2 separate regions of the Rattus norvegicus genome follow, and region 1 is linked to region 2. A link is a contact called in public Hi-C data. All regions are on one chromosome and are shown on one strand. Each heading gives the region's core, a stretch centred on a gene start, on an enhancer-like site or on the middle of the called end of the contact. The rest is flanking DNA. Distances are from core to core; before and after follow the strand shown.

Region 1 (3,279 bases), core at 478-2,977, 220 kb before region 2:
TCACCTCTGTAGAAGTCCTCACTTCTTTCTACCCAACCTCTCGCTACCATATTACAGTTTTAATTTGTCTTTAACACTAACTGAAATTATCTGTTATTTTCCTTAGGGTTAGAGCATGCCCAATTTCGCCAAGTTGTAAAAGCATCTCTCTTCTTTGCCTTGTGACCCAGTACCTTAATTGATCGTTAAGCCACACTACGCACTCAGTAAATCGATGCTTTATGGAGGCATCGGCGAATGAGTGCCGAGAAGAAGTCGCCAAGACCCACCGTGAAATACTCTTTGTAGGTAGAGTGGAAAAGACATTCCCACCGTCCGCTCGTGGGCAGGCGGGGGAATCTCATTTCAACTCAAAAGGTGCTTTGCACTCCCGAGTCGCTCGCACCACCCGGTCCCCGCGCCATCCCGTCCGCGGCCTGCTTACCGGCTCGCTCCCCGGGCTCGGCTCCCGCGGTGACCAGCCGAGCCCGACTCGGCGGCGGGCGGGGGCGGGCTAGCGGCTGGAGCGTCAGGTCGGCGGTGTGCGACGGGTTCGGGGCTTAGACGTTCCTGCTTCACTACTACGGTCGCCAAAGCGTCGCCTGACCGGTGTCGCCGCCGGCTGCTTCGCTCCCGCTCGCTCTTCCCCGCTTTCATCCTGCGGCCCGGCCGAGAGTCACTTGCACAGTCCGTTGAGCCACTTGAGCCAAAGGAAGTGACGGACCGCTTTGCACTTCCGCTTCCGGGCAGCACGCTATCCCAGAAGCCCTCACGGTGTCGGGCCCCCCTGGTGGGCGGGGCCCAGTGCTTGAGTTCACACCCTGGGAATCCCCGGGCTAGTGGCACTGGGGTCCTGGCTGCTGGAGAGGTGTGGCTGGAATACTGAAAAGTTACGACCAGCCTCCGATCGCAGTAAATTCGAGGCCAGCCTAGGCAATTTAGTGAGACTCTGTCTCAAATTTTGGAAAAGTTGCAGCTCGTGTAGCGCAAAGCCCTGGATTCATCCTCAGCACTGCCAAATACAAATCAGTTAGAAGGGGAGTGAAGGCTGAGACAGAGTGAGCGTTTACCTCGCGTGTACGAAGCCCTGGATTAACCCCCAGGACTTCAAAAAGTGACAATTTTTTTTTCTCGAGACAGGGTTTCTGTTTAATCCTGTCTGTCCTAGAACTCACTCTGTAACCAGGCTGACCTTGAATTAACAGAGATCTGCCTGCCTCTGGCTCCCGAATGCTGTCATTAAAGGTGTATGGTACCATCACCCAGCTTTAAAACAAAAAAGAAAAAATCTTATGTGGGAAAGCTAATCCAGCTCTGTTCGTTGCGCGTTCTTAGTAGTTATGAAACACAGACACGTACTCAACACTGTGAAATTCTTTTTTGTTTCTTGAGATAGTGTCTCTATATAGCCTTGGCTGTCCTGGAACTCACAGAGATCCGCCAGCCTCTGGCTTCCAAGTGCCAATCGTCGCCAAATACTATAAATGACTTTCGTTTCAAGCAAAGGTGGTCTGTCCATTTCATCACATCCCGAATTAGACCTAACGCTAGGGCTCCAATCTTGTTTACCAAGAAGTTTAGTGCTGGTGGAGAAAGCACAGTAGGACAAAACTTGCACGCGGCCGGGCACCGCCTTCCTCCGAAGCCCCGCCCCGTCCATGGGGCAAGGAGCGGAGGGGTTTCCATGGTGATCGCAAACAAGGCTCCACCCGGAGGGACCGCTACGGAGTTGCAACCCCTACAGCCACCATGATACCCCCCGCAGACTCTCTGCTCAAATATGACACCCCGGTGTTGGTGAGCCGGAATACAGAAAAACGGAGCCCCAAGGTATGAACATGTCTCAGGAAATGCGAGATCCTACAAAATCCCGTGGGGAAAGACATCCCAGGTTTGAGGATCTCTGGAATTTCAGGAGACAGATTGCTAGGGCTGACAGCCAAGGGAACTTGGACAAGGATGGAGGTTGGGAGAAGACTACAAGAAGCCTAACTGTGACCCTAGAGGACAAATTTAAGATGAGAAAGAAGTCACATGGAAAAGATGAGGCTTGTGGTAGTGAGGTCCAAGAACAGGTCTGGTTGTGACTTACCTATGTCTACACAGTCAGAGCAGAGGCCTTACCACCATTCTAGAAACACCAGTTCAAATACAGGGACAGAGCCAGACATATCCCTCGTGGTCTTCTGCGCTCCTGTTTATTTAGAGACCACAGATGAGGGAAATAGGCCGGAAATGGGGAAAGCTCGACAAGAGACTGAGGCAAATCTGGAGGGACTGGACTGACTCACCTGTTTCTTCTTAGGCTCGGCCACTGAAAGTCACAGTTCAGCAGCCTGGACCCTCTGGTGCAGGCCCACAACCACCCAAGGCCAAGCTGCCCTCAACTTCCTGTGTCCCAGATCCTACCAAACAAGCAGAAGAAATCTTGAATGCCATCCTGCCTCCAAGGTAGAGAGAGAGGGATGACTGGGAGAAGGTTTAAGCTCTTGGCCCCAGAACATAGGTGTCTCCCTGTGTTTTACCTTGGATTTCCCCTAAGCTTTCTGGAGTTCATGGAGTCTCATATGGCTGGATGCTCATAGCCAGGCAGGCACCCTCTAAAACCATGCCCTCCACGTTCTGAGCACTCTCGTGACTTTAGATGTCTGCTTTCACAGTTGGGTCTTCTTAGCTCAGACCTGTTCCTCCTAAACCCCCTTCCCGATACTCTGTTTCTTTGGTATCTCCATCAAGATTCCTCATAGAGAGTTTAATCCCAGCACTCTGCAAGACACAGGAGGATTGCCTCAAAGTCAAGGCCAGCCTGGACTACAGAAGGAGTACTAGACTGGCCAGTGCTACATAACAAAGTGTGTCTCAAAAGCCCGTAAATGTTCAATAAGGCTAGGCCCAGTGAGCTCACCTTTAATACCAGAACCCAGGAGGCAGAGGCAGGAAGAGTTTGAAGCTAACCTGGGCTACACAGCCTCGCTAGAACTCTCAGAAACCTCCGCCTAATGGGCTTATTTATGTCCACAACAAAAAAGCTTTCTCTTGGATTAAAAGAACCAGAGAACCTGTGAACTTCTCCAGAGATGGAGGCCGAGAGAGAGAGGTGTCACGTATGAGTGGATTCTCTCCCACCAACATAGAAGCTTCTCCCTCTCTTGCCATTCTGCCTGCAAGCCCGTCATTGCAGAACTCGGCTGTTCCTCCAGCACAGAATTCATCATGGGCAGCCATTGCAAGTGCAGCACTTTAAGAACCTCCATACTCCCAACATACACAAATGCTTCCTAGTGGCTTGCACGAGGTTTA
Region 2 (3,423 bases), core at 794-3,293:
AAGAGATCTGGTGCCCTCTTCTGGTGTATCTGAAGACAGCTACAGTGTACTTATATATAATAAATGAATAAACCTAAAAAATAATTAAAAAAAAAAAAAAAAAAGATGTTCACCATCACCCCAGCATCTTTTCTATTATTATAGATTCAAAGATACATCTGCTCTCCCTTGGCACCTGCTCCCCCGTGGCCCATCAAGAGAAAACAATTCCAACACTTTCTAAGAGATAAATAAAGCTTCTAGGGGTAGGAGAGATGGTTCAGCAGTTAAGAGCACTGACTGCTTTTGTAGAGGACCAAGGTTCAATTCCCATTACCTACACAGCAGCTCGTAACTGTCAGCACCTCCATATTCCAGAGATCTGACGCCACCACCCAGACATACATGCAAGCAAAACACCAATGTACATAAAATAAAAACAACTCATTAAAAAATAAGTCTCCTGGGGTTGGGGATTTAGCTCAGCGGTAGAGCACTTGCTTAGCAAGCACAAGGCCCTGGGTTTGGTCCCCAGCTCCGGAAAGAAAAGAAAAAAAAAAAAAAAAAAAATAAGTCTCCCTAAATAACTCAGGCTGACCTTGAGATTTTCTTACCTTGGCCTCTTTGTTCTGGCATTACAAGTGCACCACCTGCCCCCTTTCAAGATTCTTTCCTTTGGATACCCTCCCCTAACCAACACCAAATGGGTAACCTTTTCACCTACGCACCATAGGCCCCAATTTCTGCCAGGCAATCCCATTACAGTGTCAGCCATGTTGGTTTTGAGGAAACAGCAGTCGATTCTCACCTCAACACTCAGAGAACTGGCCTGGGAGCTGAGGTTGGCACTCGTGAGTGCAAGTGGTCCCCCAAACATTTGGGCCAAGTCCAGCATAAAGGCATGGTCAGGAATTCGGATGCCAACGAGCTGTGAAGCAAAAGGAAGAGAGAATATGAGAAAGGCATTAAGGGCTTGAAGGAGTCTGATTTAGATGCAGAAAAAGCTAAAATCTGACTCACAGGAGTAAAGGGGTTGAGGTCTTTGTTGAGCTCCTCTGAGCGTTCCATCACCAGGGTCACAGGTCCTGGGAACAGGTCTTCCAGGAGCTCCCTAGGTACTCTCACCTGACAGTACCTGCAGGCAAAGGAGCACAAATCCACGCCAAATCACCCTGATGAACCTTTCCTGGACTTAGGGCGGATGCCAGAGAGGTCCTCTGCGTGTATAACGAACGATATCTACCTAACTCTCTACTTCCTTTTCCTCGGGGCTCTGACATTAAGACAGACTCCACAGAGTATCCCGGGCTTTTAGTCTTCACCCTTGTTTTGGGGACAAAACCACAGCGCCGTGACACGTGAATACAACTCCAAATTGTCTTATCTTCTGGAAGACATTACCCCGAAACCAGCCTCCCCTCTGCACATCACAAGAGCACCAAGTGAGGAGTGCCACGCTCGCCTAACTCAGCGTTTCGACCCACTGTCTACAGAGGATCCTGGCAAGCGTTAAGCGTTCCCAACAAATTTCCAGTTCCGGATTCCTCGGTGAGCCAGGACAAGCCCCTCCCGCGCTCGGCGCCTCAGTCTCCCAAGGCTGTCACCGGAAACCCCTCCCGCGGTGCCGCCCCCAACGGGGCCGGGTCGGGGCAGCCTTACCTGTAGACGTCGGCCACGCGGCCCAGGCACACGGCCAGCGGCTTGGCCTCACTGCGGCCCTTGAGGCGATACACACAGCTCAGAGCCGCCGAGCAGCTCGCCGAACAGGCCAGACCGTACAGCGTGTCAGTTGGGACCGCCACCACGGCGCCAGCGCGCAGCTCGGCCACGGCGGCCCGCAGCGCCTCGGTCCAACCGGAGCGCTCGGGGCTTGCGGCCTCCACGGCCTCGCTCTCCGGAAGCCGCAGCAGCCGGGCCCCTGGAAGCGCCGGAGCGGGCGCGGGAGGGCGTAGAAGGCGGCAGCCGCGGCTAGAGCCCGCTGGCCCATCGCTCAGCCCCATGCCGGCCGCCACAGCGGCCCTCAGCCCCGCACACGGACGCGCAGTAGACATCCGTCCAGACTCGCTTCCGGGAGGAAGTGACGCACGAACTCAACTTCCGGCCGGCGAGCCTCGGCCCCGCCTCCGCGCCGGGCAGCTTAAAGGGACCGCGACCCCCATGCGACTAGAAGAACGGTGGGGACGGGGCGGGGCTCGGCTTAGCGGAATCATCGCGCGGCGCGGGGGCCGGGGCGGACTGCAAAGGGGTGGTGGGCGGGTGGCACGGGCGGCGATGGAGTGGGGCCCCGGCGCAGGCTGGTCACGGGGGTGAGAGCGGGCCCGCGGGGCGGTGGGTTGGGGCCGCGACCTCGCGCCTCCCAGCGCCGGCCCTGACGCGGTCTCTCTCCCGGGCAGGGAGGCTGCCGGCGTGGACCGTGGGAAGGCGGGGCTGGGGCTCGGCGGGAGGCCACCCCCGCAGCCGCCCCGAGATGAACGCGCCCAGCAGCTGCTGGACGCCGTGGAACAGCGGCAGCGGCAGCTCCTGGACACCATCGCCGCCTGCGAGGAGATGCTGCGGCAGCTGGGCCGGCGGCGCCCGGAACCGGCTGGTGGCGGGGTCAGTGCCCACTCTGGGCTGGGCCTGGGGAGGTGGGGTCTTCCCACTGACTGCACTGGCCACGCTCGCGCCCCCGCCCCAAAGGAGGCAGGTGGAAGAGCATCCCCACGGCTTTACACTTAATTTCCTTTGATCTGAGTGAGGTTTTGAAAAAGTATGGTACTGTCGAAATGCCAAGTGGCCATATTCTTGCGGGGCCTAACTTAAGGCCTTTCCTCCGGGCTCATTTTCCCCCCTTTCTGTTCCACCTAGAACGGTTCAGCCAAGTCCGGAGCGTCGCCCCAGCCATCTGTATCCACCAGAGGTGGCCTTCCAAAGGATGCTGGCGATGGAGCTGCAGAGTCTTGATCATTCCCTATACGGGCACCCTGACTTCTGTCCCTTTCCAGGGCCGATGGCTGGACTCTGACCAACTCCCTTCACCAAAAGGGGCCAGTCTTCACTGGCAGTTGCTGGTACTTGGCCCTCAGCCTGGGATGGCAACTCTACTAACAGCTGGGTTCATTCCCACGTCGTCCTGGCTGAAGGCAGTACTGTGCTTTGAAATGTAGCCAATGAACATCCAGTGTTGAATATTCGGATTCGAGAAGGCCAGCAGTGCTGGCCGGAGTGGTGTGGTCTGCTTTGGGGGTTCCAGGTGGTATTATATGTTCATTTCATGCTTGGGGGGCGCCCAGCCCCACAAAACACTTCAGCAGAGTCTTGATTAAAAGGAAACATGCAGACCCTTAGTGACTGACCTTTCCTTTCTGTCCCTCCAAGACTTGATGGCTGGTAGTGGGAAGAGAATCTCAACCAGGGACAGGGATGGGAAGTAATGCCACAGGTACTACCAGATTTAAATAAGCA

Evidence for each region. Hi-C and Micro-C count contacts between places; a contact is called where the count stands out from the background.
Region 1: a Hi-C map of the A7r5 cell line shows a contact between it and region 2, with 7 times the contacts expected there. The contact joins the promoter of Dnali1 here to the promoter of Yrdc in region 2. A contact is called at or near these places in 7 of 12 Hi-C or Micro-C datasets (the A7r5 cell line, Schwann cells, frontal cortex and 3 more) and 1 of 1 datasets of contacts at active chromatin or transcription factors (oligodendrocytes).

What each region holds. Positions count from the first base shown.
Region 1 is chr5:142,610,418-142,613,696 of GRCr8, reverse strand. It overlaps Dnali1 (dynein, axonemal, light intermediate chain 1), which reads left to right and starts at 1,727. Exons shown (of 6, transcript NM_001031647.1): 1 at 1,727-1,809; 2 at 2,285-2,430. The coding sequence starts at 1,729. Snip1 (Smad nuclear interacting protein 1) reads right to left here and starts at 669. Exons shown (of 4, transcript NM_001014069.1): 1 at 425-669. The coding sequence starts at 636.
Region 2 is chr5:142,393,573-142,396,995 of GRCr8, reverse strand. Yrdc (yrdC N(6)-threonylcarbamoyltransferase domain containing) reads right to left here and starts at 2,043. Exons shown (of 5, transcript NM_175604.2): 1 at 1,639-2,043; 2 at 1,000-1,114; 3 at 788-907. The coding sequence starts at 2,030. C5h1orf122 (similar to human chromosome 1 open reading frame 122) reads left to right here and starts at 2,192. Exons shown (of 3, transcript NM_001108678.1): 1 at 2,192-2,285; 2 at 2,373-2,574; 3 at 2,827-3,229. The coding sequence starts at 2,251. The coding sequence ends at 2,922.